Linked DNA regions of Mus musculus: regions 2 and 3 are each linked to region 1. Evidence: chromatin contacts called from public targeted proximity ligation data. All regions are on one chromosome and are shown on one strand. The core of a region is the stretch at or near the end of the contact, and the rest is flanking DNA. Distances in the headings are between cores, read along the strand shown.

The links.
Region 2: a targeted proximity ligation map of extraembryonic endoderm stem cells shows a contact between it and region 1. A contact is called at or near these places in 1 of 484 Hi-C or Micro-C datasets (liver), 13 of 130 datasets of targeted methods (the NIH/3T3 cell line, bone marrow-derived dendritic cells, embryonic fibroblasts and 4 more) and 4 of 9 other capture datasets (adipose tissue, liver, macrophages and 1 more).
Region 3: a contact with region 1 is called in a targeted proximity ligation map of extraembryonic endoderm stem cells. A contact is called at or near these places in 3 of 484 Hi-C or Micro-C datasets (bone marrow-derived dendritic cells, bone marrow-derived macrophages and liver), 1 of 130 datasets of targeted methods (extraembryonic endoderm stem cells) and 4 of 9 other capture datasets (adipose tissue, embryonic stem cells, liver and 1 more).

What each region holds. Positions count from the first base shown.
Region 1 is chr19:32,156,008-32,158,707 of GRCm38.p6, reverse strand. All of the region lies in intron 6 of Sgms1 (sphingomyelin synthase 1), which reads left to right. Among named protein-coding and RNA genes, the nearest start is that of Asah2, 54 kb to the right of the region's middle.
Region 2 is chr19:32,342,749-32,345,448 of GRCm38.p6, reverse strand. The region is part of intron 2 of Sgms1 (sphingomyelin synthase 1); the gene reads left to right. Among named protein-coding and RNA genes, the nearest start is that of Sgms1, 44 kb to the left of the region's middle.
Region 3 is chr19:32,360,153-32,362,852 of GRCm38.p6, reverse strand. All of the region lies in intron 1 of Sgms1 (sphingomyelin synthase 1), which reads left to right. Among named protein-coding and RNA genes, the nearest start is that of Sgms1, 27 kb to the left of the region's middle.

The sequences.
Region 1 (2,700 bases), core at 163-2,662:
GACAGTGTCACCAAATCCACAGAGTGAAAAAGGCTATCCCTGGGACTGAGGCACTCATCCCTGGAACTGCCACTCTCTGTGTCACTCTGTGTGTCTGCTACTGATGATGGGGACACTGAGTTTCTCTGTAGTAGACTGAGTTGCCTGAGCCCAAGTATGGCTGGCTATTAAAAGGAGTCATATTCCATCAAGAAAACAAAATGCAGGTGGAGTGTTCCTGTTGAACTTTTCTGAGTGGTTTCCTGGTGTTGGATAAAGTCTCTCAGCTTATGAAGTCATGTGTCTTCAAGCAGAAGGAGTAGGCCCCTGCTGGCTTTGCCAGGGGACCCTCGTCCCTGTGAGAAGTCACTGACATAGCAGCCACGGGTTTACTTGGATCTAGCTTGACAATTTTATAAGTGAAGTAGAAGTTTGAATAGAATTGATGGGCTATGCTACCGTGGAGGTGTTGGAGAAAAAAAAGGAAAAAAAAAAGTTTTGCTGTTGTTGTTGCTGCTGCTGCTTCTTCTGCTACTTTGGTTTTAAGAGAAGCTGGTTTCAGAGAGAGTGATGTTCAGAATTCCTGACATGCATGCTGTTGTTGACTGACACATTTTAGTCCTGTTTTTCCCTTAGGAACATTTTAACATTTCCCCTTTGCCCCGTTAAAGGTCCATTGAAAATATTTCCCACGCTCCTCAAATTATGCTACCTATTTTTTTTTTCCCTTAAAATTTGCTTTATTTTTTGTGAGTTTACTTTCTGGGTTTTCCATCAAAATTTGTACACACAGGCAATTTTACTGCCCCAGAACATAACTCGGTCAGTCAGACTGAGTCCTTCACAGAACTGCGGTGTTTTATCATTTCAGTCTTGCTCTGAGGAAACGTTCAAATCACAGGAAGAGTTCATTTAAAGGTTTTCTTTTTCTAGCAGGGAAATTTTTCACAAAATTGAACTTTCTAACTCTAAACTCTTTAAACTTTCTAATTCGGTATTCTCCTGGTACTTATGGCCAACACCGCGATCATTTATTTACTTATTTATTCAGATTCTCCAGCAGCAGTAAACCAGCTGGGATGTGTTCCGCAAAGCTAACTCAGAGCAGGCCTGGGTCCTTGCTGTGGCTGTGGCTTTTCATTCGAGGGGCCTTAGATGAGCCCTTTCATCTCAGGAGCCTAAGCCTGTCCAGCAAACAGCAGCTTCCCAGGCAAGGCTTCTGCTGCCCTAGAAAACGTTTGAAACTGGCCCTGACTTTGCTGGGTAAGGCACTGTGATGGAATTTGAGTTTATGTATCCTGTTTAGGCCTCTGTAAGGCCCTCACTTCAGCTTTTTCCTTTGGAAGCAGATTGTCGCCCTAAGTGTCCCCAACCATGACTGTGTCCTCTGTCCTCTCCCAGTACTGGTATGTTGCACTCCAGGCATGGGTGGGGCCGGGCAGGGCGGGGCACTGATAGTGTAGGAAGTATAAGGGGAGGAGTATCTTCCCTGGCTCTTATCAGAAAGACAAAACCTTTTGTACTATGACGTTGATACGACAACCCAACACCTACTCGTTTCTAGTTAACTGGCTATGTGACACTTTTTTTCTCTGAACCATTTTGGAAACATGGGTGTTCTCCTTAACTTTCCTTGTGTTTGACTCCTATGAGTTTGGCCCCTCTCTCTGGAGTCCACCAGCCATGAGCCATTTAACTCAGCCCCTCAGAATCAGAGCTGTTTGGCTGGTATTAAGTTCCCAATAAAGCCCAAATTCCCCCCAGATGATTCTGACTTTAAGAATCCCAGAGTCCGTTTCATGCCAGCCTGTTCCTTCTTCCTTCGGACTTTCTATCTTTGGAGAAAAGACAAAGTTGTCAGGAATAATGTACTAATTGGAAAATGAGACCGCTGGTATAATGGCCGATATCCACCAGCACCAAGCCCTTTAGAACCAGGCTTTCAGGGCTCTGGATACCTCGATTCTGAATCTGTGACATTCAGCTCTGTCTTATATTGTATACAGTTGTCCTTCACTGTGAAAGTAGGTTCTGAAGTTTTTGGTTTTTAAAATTGTAAATAATGTTGTCTCCCCATTTAGAATTGGACTTTCAAGCCACTGACTAGGAAAAATTCCCGGGAAATCTCTGCCTTTGTGTCAGACTTCACTGCAAACCAGGTACCCCTTGTTTTAAGAAAGCACCATGACGAGCATTCTGAGCTTGCAGACTGTAGAGCCGAGGCCTGGGACTCTGTGTATGGCTCTCCGCTAACACGGAGGCTCCTGCATGTTCCCTGCGGCCCCACTCTGTGAGGACATTGCCAACCCTTGACAGAGAAGGTGGCGCTGTAGTGTTCAAGTCAGGTTTCCTTACTAGGCTGAGTGTGTAATCTGGGTGCCTCAGACTCTCCTCGACCAAAACCAGATCTGTGAGCTAAGTTTCCTAACGTGGTCTCCGTCTCCACCAGCGTCCCTCAGCCCCATCTCTAGAAACACAGATCAAACTCATTTAGCATTGTCCAGATGACTTCCGTCAGTTCTGTTTGTAGGCATGTCTCTCTTTTCACTTCTAACTGGGGATCCACACTGTGGAATCAGATGAAGCTCAAGGCTCTCCACAATAGAATTTAAGTCTGACCTTAACGCCGTTCCTCCAAGTCTCTGTAAACACCTGAAGCTCACATCACTTTCCATTCTGTCAATTTTATATCTCTCTCCTTTTGAATTTTCTTAAAGGAGA
Region 2 (2,700 bases), core at 104-2,603, 190 kb before region 1:
ACTCAATTAGAGCATGCCATGTTCCCTGTAGTCTAGAGTCTGCAGATCCGATGGCGGCAGGTGTTATCAACTTGCTAGATACAACTAACTATAAAGAGCTTCCTGTCTCTGGCACAGCTTTGCTAAGTTTAAGTGGTGAGGCTCACATGAAAGTATGTATTTTGCAAGTTGTCAAGCTTGATGTAGAATGCAATATTGTCTTCTTTTAAAAGTTTAGGCTATTGTTTTTGTTGTTTTGTTTGTTTGTTTGTTTTAAAGGGCCCAGTCCCTATGTGCTATTCCTTACCTGGTGGTTTATCTTGTTTTGTGTAAATAGGACCCACGAATGCCTTGTTTTAGCAGCTTGGCTACATTGCATCTTGATTTAAAAAAAAAAAAATCAGTCACTTTTTAAAGACATGTATGAGTAACCACAGCTTTATACAGGAGGGTTCTGGCAGTATTTTAACACATACTACTTTCATCTTGAAGGACTCACACCTGGAGCCATCCCTTGTTGTGCTGTGGGCGGTGCTGTGGGCGGTGCTGTGGGCGGTGCTGTGGGCGGTGCTATGGGCTTGCTGTTTCTTTCTTAGGTCCTCTCTGAGTAGTCCATGTGTATCATGTCTCTGATTGGCTTTCCTCCTTTCCCCAGCCCATATTCTGATTTTTCTTCTTTTACCTTCTAATTTTGCAAGCTTTCTAACAACTTGCAAATGGGAGGTAAGACTTCTGAGCTGCTGTATACCTGAGAGTGTAACACTCATGTATAATTGATTGCCTGGCTAGGTGTAGAGTTCCTGGCTGGAAATCACTGAGCTGTTGATAGGAAGGGCGTTGCTCACCTCCTAGCATTCCGGCTCCTTGTGAGAACACTAGCGCCTGCCGATTCTCAGTTCTTTACAGGGTCTCTTCTATTGTGTCTTTTGACATCGTTCATGAAAGCATTCAGCAGTTTAATGATCACCTGCCGCGATTGGGATGTGCTTTTTCGGTTATGTTTGTTTGTCTTTTGCTGGTGTCCAAAGAGCACTGTGATGATGAGTTTACCAAGGTGACAAAAACTAGGAGCAATTGGGAAGAGAGCCTCCGAGAGGGAGGGGGTGGCTCCGGTTGGCGCTGGGCCTGTCTGCGGAGGATTTTTCTTAATTGGTTAACTGAAGCAAGAAAACCCAATGTGGGCTGCACCCTTTGCTGGTGCGGGGTCTTGTTTAAGGAGAGACTTACTTAGCTGAGTACAGAGTATGGTGTTTCTTCTCTCTGCTATTGCTTTGTCAAGTGGCTGTTTATCTTGAGTCCTCAGGCAGACTCACCTGCAGGGAGGGACTGTAGGTAGCATGGAGTTGTGAGCCCTGCTTCTGTCTGCGCCTGGGCAGAGCTCAGAAAGGCACAGAGTTCACAGCACCAGGAAGGAGCCGCTCATTCCTTTTGTTTTTATGTTCCGGGCTGCAGTATTGGCTTCCCTCATTGTCTATTCAGCTTCCTTCTGGACCTGCTGTAGGATGTTTGACTTGCCTCTGAACGCCTCTTCCCAAAGATAACTTACATTTTTCTTGGAACCCTTCTAAAGTTGTTAATTTATCAGGTTTATTTTATTTTCAGTTGCTGATAGCCCCTGAGTGGTCTCATAAACTAAGTAGATATTCAGAGATTAACTTTTTTACCTTTGAAATTTTATTTTTCTGCACCATTTTTTGCTTCAAGTTGCACTTTTTCCCCTTTCTTTTGTCTTTCACGTTAGATGTTTTATATGCCTGATGGTTTTGGAATGTCTTTTCTGAGGCAGAATGGGGCTCCACATATTAGAAGATGTGTCTTATTTTGGTCTGCTAAGTCTATTGTCTTCATTTTTCACCTCTAAAACATCTTGAAGATTTTACTATCTGGTTTCTGCTATCTTTGTTCTAGAAGATTTATGCCTTTTTCAAAGAAATAATGGTTTTTGTGTTGAGAATTTTGAAGAGAGGCACTAAATGTATTTGCTCATTTAACTTAAAGTCCATTTGGAAGTCTTAAAAACCTAAACCCAAACCAAATAAACCAACGACAAAAGGAGGTCAGGATTTGCAGCATCAGGCTTTGGTCAAACGCACTTGCAGGGCGAGCATCCACTCTAACTCTATTTCAAGGTGTGGTATACGTTTAGATGGTCCCAGGAGAATACTGGCTTCTTGTTAAGTCTGCAACAGCTGCCTCGCCTTTTTGGGCTCAAGGCTTTTTATGTCAGGGCCTTAAGTACCAATAAATGTGTAAATGATAATTAGGCCTCCTGATTAAAAAAAAATGCTTAAAAAGATTCTTATTGATGTTTCTAAAATGAATTTTCCAGAGGCTAAGCATATAATCCTTAGATTAAAATGCAGCAGACACACTAAGTTGTTTCCCATAACAAGCAGAATAATAGACTTTAAATCTATTTGCTGCTGACCACCCACAAAGGACATTCCTAGCCCAAAGAGATTAGATATAAATACAGCCCAGGGAGCTGGGCTAAACTTGTGAGTTTTATTCATAGAGAATGCTCCCACAAAGCACACAGTCTCAGACTACCAATGGGTAGGGAAAGGAGTTTTAGCTTTAATTCTGAGAGCAGGTCTCTGCATATATGAAGCAGCTTTAGGAGGACAGAATGGTTTTTTTTTTAAATAGGCTAACTAGCCATGGATAATTTCATAATTCTCTGGTGATCAATTCCTTTCTCTCTGAATATGGGGTGTACCC
Region 3 (2,700 bases), core at 78-2,577, 200 kb before region 1:
ACTAGTGACATCCTTCCTCTAGCAAGGCCACATCTCCTAAACCTACCCATACAGTGCCACCAACTGGGGACCAGGTGTTCAAACAGCTGAGCCAATGGACATTCAAACAAACCCAGAGGGGCCAAAGCTAGAGTGCCAAATGCTTTAACCAGCCATGCCTATATATGGAAGCTTCCACAAGCCCCCAGGCAAGTGGTTATCAGCCTTCCTAACGCCTCCACCCTTTAATGCGGTTCTTCACGTTATGGTGATTCCCCCAACTGTAAAAAAAATTTATTGCTACTTCATATCTGCAGTTTTACTGCTGTTATGAATTGTGGTGCAAACATCTGTGTTTTCGAGTGTTCTTAGGCAACTCTTGGGAAAGGGTTGTTTAAACCCAAAGGGTTCACTTTCCTCAGATTGAGAACCACTGCCCTAGGCTGTGCTCAGTCACCTGGAAGCTCTTCACCCCGTGCTTCTAGTAAGTCACACAGCCGGAAGAAGAAATCTGTACTTTAATCCGGATAGTTTGTAAATAGACTTTTTTGTTTTTTGGTGGTGGTGGTGGTGGTGGTGGTGGTGGTGGTGGTGGTGGTGGTACAGAGTTTCCTTATGAAGCCCCTCACCACCTGGCCCTTTCCCCTCACCTACACACACTTTCTCTTCCATACCACTCCATGTGTGTCTTCTGGCAGCAGATGCGTGGCAGGCAGTTCTCCAGCATTGCACAGCTACGAAGATGCTGCAGCTACCATAGCTTAAGGACTCAGCCCCACAAGACTGGCTCCCATTTCAGGTTCCTTTGCCCGTGTTTCTAACTGACTAGTTCTGCACCAGGCCTTGCTAGCCCCCCGACCCCTCTCAGGTGTCACTCATTTGCACATTAACGCAGGGAAACACTTAGGTTTGCTGGTTTATCATAAAGGACATCATAGAAGAAACAGATGCTTCTCTTAATGGAAGTGCGTGAGCGCAAAGGCGCCATGGCTGTGACAAACCGCATCTTGTGGTCAGGTCTTTGGGATCGGTGAAGAAGGAATTGGAGGATTGTGGCCGTGGGATTGACAAACCCACGAGTTTTATGAGCAGAGCTTACTCAAGACCTTCTGAAGGGAAGCAAGGACTCGTATCTGGAGCTGCCTGCTAGAGGCCGTTGATGTTCGATTTGACAAAGAATCTGTCCTGAAAGCTTGAGTGAAATTGAAGCAAAAAATGATGGACTGTTTGGCAGAGGGGATTTCAAGAGAAAATGATAGATTGCATTGTGGTTATTGCACACTGCATTTACTGAGATTTAAAGTGTGCAAGAGAGCAGAAGACAGAATAGAAACAGGAAACATGTAGTCTGGGAGGGAGAGGGATGTGAACCTAGCTAAAGTTGAAGAGAGGATGTGGTGCAGACAACATGGCTGTAATTGTTAAAGAAATTAGTGTCATTAAGGAGGAACCTGGGTTTTGCACTGTGACCATAGGAAAGGTCACTTGAGAGTAAAACCTCTCTTATCAGAGTTTCAGGGTGCTGCAGTACAAATTGAGCTGGAAAGCTACTGCCTTAAAAGACAGAGCCGTCAGAGGATCCTGCTGGAAAATGGCTGTCCTGAGGGCCACACATTTGAGGAATTATCTTAAGTCTCAGAACAGACTTTGGACTTTGAACCTTGTGGAAACTGATAAAACTATAGGGATGGGCTGGAGAGTTGGCTCAGCAGTTAAAAGCAGTAGCTGTTCTTGCAGGGAACCTAGATTTGAACCTTGGCACCCATGTGGCAGCTCAGAACACTTTGTAATTCCAGTTCCAGGGGGTCTGACACCTTCTTCTGGCCTTCTTGGGTACCAGGCATACACATGGGGGGGACAGACAAACCTGCAAGCAAAACACTTGTACATGTTCAATTGATTTCATTAATTAAAAGAAGATGATAGGGACCTTTGAAGTTGGACTTAAATGCTTGTTTAAAGCATTATGCCATGGCTCTGAGTCTGTGGGGGCCAGGAGCAGAATATTATGATGCAGATATAGCCACAGGTTCTCGTGGTTGAACATTTGGTCCCCAGCTGATGGGCGGTGCTGTTGTAGAAGTGGAGTCCAGGCTTGGGGCATGGGGAGGGGCTGAGCTTTGTAGCCCAGCTCTGCTCTTTGTCTTATCTCTGCTTTCTGGTCCATATGGAAGTGAGTAAGTAGCCTGTAACCGCTAGCACAGCCACTTCTCCCATCATGCCTTCCTCACTATGGACTGTGTGTACCCTCAAAGTGTGAGCCCAAATAAGTCCTTCCCCTCTTACAGTTGATGCTTACAAGCTTTTGGTTATAGGAACAAGAGCAGCCCTTCTGACTGGTGTGGATCATTGCGTGTATCTGATTGGTACATCACTGTGATTTTGATTTGCATTCCCTAATAGTGGTATTGGACATTTGTTGCTTATATATCTTCTGCTCATATTTTCTGTTGTCACTGTCATTATTGTAATCCTCTTCCAGGTGTTTCTTATACCATACTATTTATGGTAACATAGCTGCCAACCTATCCCTGCATATTCTAAAGATCAAGGAATAAGGAGAGGAAGGGGGTGAGGGGAGACTCGACACACAGACATATGACTGTATGCTTGTGTGTTTCTATGTGTGCATGTACAATCTCATTTTTGTTTTATGAAACCCATAGGGCATTAGTAGTGGCTTCAGGTTTATGAGCTGAGGAGGCTACGCTTGGGAGACAT